Linked DNA regions of Ovis aries: region 1 is linked to region 2. The links are chromatin contacts, called in public Hi-C maps. All regions are on one chromosome and are shown on one strand. The core of a region is the stretch at or near the end of the contact, and the rest is flanking DNA. Distances in the headings are between cores, read along the strand shown.

What was found. Hi-C and Micro-C count contacts between places; a contact is called where the count stands out from the background.
Region 1: a contact with region 2 is called in a Hi-C map of liver, with 7 times the contacts expected there. The contact joins two enhancer-like sites. A contact is called at or near these places in 2 of 16 Hi-C or Micro-C datasets (liver and mixed tissues).

The regions. Positions count from the first base shown.
Region 1 is chr3:172,503,824-172,507,036 of ARS-UI_Ramb_v3.0, reverse strand. No RefSeq gene overlaps it. Among named protein-coding and RNA genes, the nearest start is that of C3H12orf42, 120 kb to the left of the region's middle. Within about 2 kb of position 1,871, at least 1 of the 54 cell types and tissues checked has an H3K27ac peak or open chromatin away from gene starts, as enhancers often do. A contact at or near this core is called in liver, where this site is marked.
Region 2 is chr3:172,297,518-172,300,717 of ARS-UI_Ramb_v3.0, reverse strand. All of the region lies in intron 1 of PAH (phenylalanine hydroxylase), which reads left to right. Among named protein-coding and RNA genes, the nearest start is that of ASCL1, 7.6 kb to the left of the region's middle. Within about 2 kb of position 1,432, at least 2 of the 54 cell types and tissues checked have an H3K27ac peak or open chromatin away from gene starts, as enhancers often do. A contact at or near this core is called in liver, where this site is marked.

The DNA of each region.
Region 1 (3,213 bases), core at 622-3,121, 210 kb before region 2:
TTCTGATTATTTTAGGATCCTCTAGTGCTTTTGAATTTCCTATAGTGCTTTTGAGGTCTTTCGAATTTCCTCCCTGAGTTTGCCCTACCACCTTCCGTTTTCTGTGTCCCTCACATTGGGCTTCCTTTGTCATCTGAAGCCCATCAGGTAACTCACCTGCAATCAGGTGCCTTCCTCAGCCCCACGATATCAAGGATAGGGAGGAGAAAGGGGATTCCTACCTCTTTTTCCCGGCCTGAGGCACAGATGGGCCCCAAGGCTTAATCTTTGTTTTTTTCTTCTCTCTCCTGTTAGGCTCACAATCTGAAATCTTATCAAACCCCAGGCTTCCATACCATTGTCTCTCTAATAACTTTTAAACTTTCCTTTCTAGCATTTATTTCTGTTTCCCAACTCCTTGATTTCTTGACAGTATGCTTCGTAAATTTGTATCCCCCAACTCTATGACTTACTTGCAGTGAGGTCTGAGACAGTTCATCTTGTCTGAGCCACATTCCCATCTGTAAAATGGGAATGAGAGTGATAGCTGTGTGATGTGGTTTTTTGTTTTTATTAAGGTTTATCACAGTTGTCTTTCACTGTCGCTATCACTCTTTTGATCTTACAGATGAGAGAACTGGGGTTCAGAGAGCTGAACTGACTTGTCCCAAGTCACACAGCTAATCCTTGTGAGGTAGGATTCACTCCCAGGGACACCTATCCCATGTTACTTTTTAGTTGAGTTTTCAGGTGTACAGTATGAAAAATAATTTGGGAAACATCTAGCTCAATGCCAGAAACATAGCAGGTCCTACTTAATAGGGGATGGAATGTCAAATGCAGGCTTGCAAAACTGTGGACAGAACAAAAATACACAATGTCTAGATCATATTTCTCCAGCTCTTCCTCTCTGAGCCCACTGCTATCCCTCCCTCTGCCCAGAAGAAAGGGCAGTCCTGGCGCCACATCTCAGCAGCCCCAGAGTTCAGCGGGGAACAAAGCTAACATGAAACAGAGGTGTTTTTGCTCCTTGAAGTCCGACTCCCATCCCAGAATCAGTGGACGGCCTGATTCCTTCCCCTCATCTCACATCACACCTCAATCTGCTGTTGATTGGATCTAGATGAAGCACCCTTTCTAAAGAGCAGGGTCAATTTAGCCGATTTATCTGATTTAGATGCTGCTGAGATTAGTTCCTTGAAGCCCAAGATTAGCAAAGGGCAAACGTCTTTATGTGAATTTGTATTTAATTAAATTGCTCCTGGTTTGATTAGTAAAATTCTTCCCCTGGTTGCCAGACACCGGTGTGAGCAAAAATGTGACCCCTGAAGTTGGACAGCCATGGCTAAATCTTGCCATCAGGCCAAAAGAGTGGCTCCTGGGAAAGTGAACATTTTTTTTTCCCCTTCAATAGAAATGGATTTCAAATGTAATTTACTGTTTCTACCTGGCGAAAGGGCATTTCTCCCCATGAATCCATCGGATGCTGAGATGAGTGCCATTTCTTTCCAGAAGGCCATGTTTCCAAATTAACTTGTTCAGATGCTAAGCAGAGAAGCAGCCGGGCTGCTAAGAAGAACAATTACTTTCCCTGGGGTTGCCTACACGCTGGTTTGTTCAGCTCTCTTTATGTTCCAAACCTTGGCTGGCTATGGAATGGTGGTTCAATACTGTGGGGGCTCTGAGTTTTTATTTCAACCCAACTGGTGAAATGAAAAATGAGGGCCTGGTGAGAACCTTGTCGTGTGCCAGGTTTGTGTAACCTGCCTTGGGGGCCGCTCAGGCAGACACTGTGTGCATTGTGTGCACATGTGTGTGTAAATATATGCACACACAGAGCACATCTTGCTCAACATCAGTGCAGCCCTGGATTGTAAGTGACGGTGCCTTTGGATGAAAGGCCATTTCAGCTCTGGCTACAGCTTCCACCTGGCCAGCACTGCCAGCAGTCTCCGCAGGAGAACTGGACCAGCCTCCTTTGTCCATGCTTTTCTCTGGTGAAGGAGCAGCTCAAGGTAGAGGCTGACAAGGACAGGGGGTGGTGGCGTGGTCCCTGTGCGCCTGCTCCATACTGTTGCTGTCAAGCTCCCGGCCCCCAAAGTGCTGCCTCTTTATGGCGTGCTGCTGATGCCAGTTCACTCTCAGGGGACACAGGACAAAGGCGCATGCTGGATCTTCACGTTTTTGAATGAGGATAATCAATCTTATTCTGTGTATAGAATGAAGCCAATGTTGGGGAAGAGCAATAAACCCTACCAGCTGCTCGGGGGCATTGGAAGGCAAAGGGGAAGGTGGGGCTGGGGGCTTTTTTTTTTCCTTCCTCAAACCTGTGGGAACAGATTCTAGAGTAGATTACTACACAAAGAGGGAGTGAGAGGAGAAAACATATTGGTATAGAATGGAGTTGAATGATCTATTTTCTAAGGAAGATAACTCTCTTATGAAAAAAATCAAAATCAAGCTATGTGTCTTTAATAACCACAGAAAGTTTTTCACAAACAGGTCATCTCTATGACAGGACCTAGGTAACAATCCCAGAGTCTGTAAGACCTCAGTTATGCAGCCAGGTAAGGTGAATCCCAGGGACGGGGGAGCCTGGTGGGCTGCCGTCTATGGGGTCACCCAGAGTCAGACACGACTGAAGTGACTTAGCAGAGGGTGATTTTGGAAAAGGAGAACTTAACTGTGGACAAGACTATGTAGAGAGTGTTTAAAATATTTTTCTGAGAATTTAGGACAAATAATGGTGACTGCTGCTGGTAGCATCATTTATTATTGTTTTTTACATCTCCCACCATTTCTACTGTGCTTTCCTAAGAACATTGGTTCCAAAATATTAACAACAGGTTTGTAGTAAAATAAATAGTAGAAACATTGAATGAGATGAAGCAAAGTCAGTTTCTTCATGATCTTTTCAAGCTTTTCATATATTGATGCACATGAGAAAATGTCATGGACAGAGAAGGTTGGTGGGCCACAAACAGTTGGACATGGCTGAGCAACTAAGCATGAATACAGAATCTCCAAGAGAGATGGTACTAGTCCTTTAAATATGTATTTAACTATGGAAGGTTTTACTTGATGAGACCTCATAGAACCAATATTTGGCAGAACTTGCTTTGGAACACACTCATGTGAATAACCCCTGGAATTATTTCAAAAGGATACATCTCAAATTCAGGCTTCCCAATGCTTGGAGGGTCATAAGATTCTCCAATTTGGAGGTCTTTAGAC
Region 2 (3,200 bases), core at 183-2,682:
GCGAGCGTGCAGTGGGTGGTAACGAGCGGCACATCAGCCCGGAGAAGCCACACACACAAAAAAAGGAATGAATGAATGGCCAGGGAGAAAGAGAAGGAATAAAGATAAAATAGTTGGCACAACGCAGAGGAACAGAAAACAGACGCGAATGCAGAGCGGGAGGGGGAAGGGGGGACAATTAGAAAGGGAGGGGGAAAAACACCCGACGGAGGTTAACTTATTTTGAAACTGTTTTCTGAATAGGACCCTGGGCGGGAGTGGCCGGCTGTCAGCCCAGCGCGTCCTCCCCCTCCCCCTCCAACTTTCTGAACTCTGTTGGAACTCGGTGGGGAGTGGGGAAGGGGTGAAAGGAGGCCTCCTGCATCCTTTAGGTCCTCCCCGAGGTCGCTTTAAAGGATGCATCCGGCACACCACTCCGCCCAAATCCCCTACTCCTAGTTTGCCTTCCATTTTTGCAAAAATCTTGCTTTCGGTTAGCAATAGAGATGTGGCGCGAGTACAGACGAGAGTTGAGTGCTGAATTACCTCCCTGAGGGTAAGTTCTGGGGAGAGGGCACTTCTGATACACCCCCAACAACTCTGCAAAGCTGCCCCCTGGAGCAGCGTCCCGCGGGGACCCTCGCGAAAAGGGTCCTCCCGGGCAGCGCGCAACCAGTCTGAGCGCTGCGCCTGCGTCCCCGCAAGTGCGCCCCGGGGTGGCGACCCGCTCCGTGACGGCATAATAAATAATTAGAGGGTTTAAGCGCGTTAGACACAGCTCATGCTAATGAGCCAGATAAGGGCTCAGTCTAACCCGAAGTGACAGTTTGCATATCGCAGGAAAGGAAAAAAAAAAGCCCGGTTATTCCCCCCCCCCCGCCCCCACCAACCGCCCAACTTGATCGCCTCTTCTCAAATTCAGGCGTCCCCAAACCCATATTCCCCTGATTCCCTCTCCTCACACCCCCCTGACCTCCTGCCACACACGCAACACGCACACTACACCTCCCTTGTGACCCGTCCTCGTCTTTCACCCGGCCCGGCCACCTGGTGACAGGACAAAATCCCTAAGTGTCTCTATCTGACCTGCCAGGAAAGTTCACTCTCAGCGCGTTCGGGCCAGACTCAGCCCCCAAGCGGAGACGGTTCGTGTGTCTTTCTTTGCCAAGTAGGGAAAGCACCCAGGCACGCATCCTCAGGGAAGGACTTTGAGACTCAGGGTCAGAGGCCTCTGAGAGCTCCGGGGGCCCCAGCGTTCACTAGTGCGGGCGAGGGGCGCTACCTGCTGGGGAGAGAAACGCGGGCGCCCCGGGCCCTTGAGCTGGAGCTCCTGAAACGCTCCTGCGGTCTCCGGAAAGCAGAGGCAGTTTGCCGAAGTGACTGAGGTCAGTCGTGTGTCCCCATTGTGTGGCCACGTGTCCGGTGTCCATCATCACCTCCCCGAAGTCCGAGCTCAGCCCGACTCCTTGCGGCGCGGTCTGGGAATGCTCCCGCCTATAAATCAGCCCGTGGCTGCGAGCCGTCGGCACCTCGGGCGCAGCCCTGGACGCCCGCTCAGCTGGCCAAGTGAAAAGTTTGCTCGCACCAGGTTAGCTAGAAAGCCGAGGCTGCCAGGGCCCAGGGTCCGCTTGAGCAACTGTAAGCCCCTGCGGTGGGACAGTAAATTATTTCCTCCCTCCCCACCCTCTTCCCTAGCATTTGCAGAATCTTTGAGGGGAGGAGGTGGAGGGAGGGGAAGAGGTAATTTCTGATACATGGTTATTCATTGTCATGGAACCTTCAACACAGAGCAATAAAAATAAAATTAAATGAGTTAGTATTTGTAAAACGCCGAGAACAGTGCTAGGCACTGAGTGAACACTGTTTATATATTTGTTAAATAAATGCAGGCACCCTAGGAGATGCTCTGCTCATCTCAGATGTTAGAAAATAATGCTTTGATCCCAAAGTGATCAAGGTGGATATGCTCACTGATTCGTCAAATAACTATTGAACATAATCAGAGATAAATAAGACTATCTGCCTTCAGTAACCTTCTAGTTTGGCAGACAAAAAAGGAAGAGCAAAAGACAAGAACGTCCAAAAAACAGTTTGAAAACAATGGAGAGCCCTCTGCCCTCTTCCCTCGTGGACTGTTAGTGTGGACTCTACCCCCCAACCCCTGCCCCTTGTCACCCTCTTGGTTACTGCAAATAAATACACAGCCTAGGTAAAAAGTTGACTTGTTGATGCAAACAGAAGCAGGCCCTCTTCCCCAACCAGATGATCACTCCCAGCTTCTCCTGTGTGACAGTTCATGTGTTCAGTTCAGTTCAGTCGCTCAGTCATGTCCCACTCTTTGCGACCCCATGAATTGCAGCATGCCAGGCCTCCCTGTCCATCACCAATTCCCGGAGTGTACCCAAATTCATGTGCATCGAGTTGGTGATGCCATCCAGCCATCTCATCCTCTGTTGTCCCCTTCTCCTCCTGCCCCCAATCCCTCCCAGCATCAGGGTCTTTTCCAATATATCACCTCTTCGCATGAGGTGGCCAAAGTATTGGAGTTTCAGCTTCAGCATCAGTCCCTTCAATGAACACCCAGGACTGATCTCCTTTAGGATGGACTGGTTGGATCTCCTTGCAGTCCAAAGGACTCTCAAGAGTCTTCTCCAACACCACAGTTCAAAAGCATCAATTCTTCCGTGCCCAGCTTTTTTCACAGTCCAACTCTCACATCCATACATGACCACTGCAAAAACCATAGCCTTGACTAGACGGACCTTTGTTGGCAAAGTAATATCTCTACTTTTTAATATGCTGTCTAGGTTGGTCATAACTTTCCTTCCAAGGAATAAGCGTCTTTTAATTTCATGGCTGCAATCACTATCTGCAGTGATTTTGGAGCCCCCCCAAAATAAAGTTTGACACTGTTTCCACTGTTTCCCCGTTTATTTCCCATGAAGTGATGGGACCAGATGCCATGATCTTAGTGTTCTGAATGTTGAGCTTTAAGCCAACTTTTTCACTCTCCTCTTTCATTTTCATCAAGAGACTTTATAGTTTCTCTTCACTTTCTGCCATAAGGGTGGTGTCATCTGCATATCTGAGGTTATTGATATTTCTCCCAGCAACCTTGATTCCAGCTTGTGCTTCTTCCAGCCCAGCGTTTCTCATGATGTACTCTAACACTTGTAGTAAGTGTCAAATGAAGTGAAAAGGCAAGTCACTTGAAGTCAGAG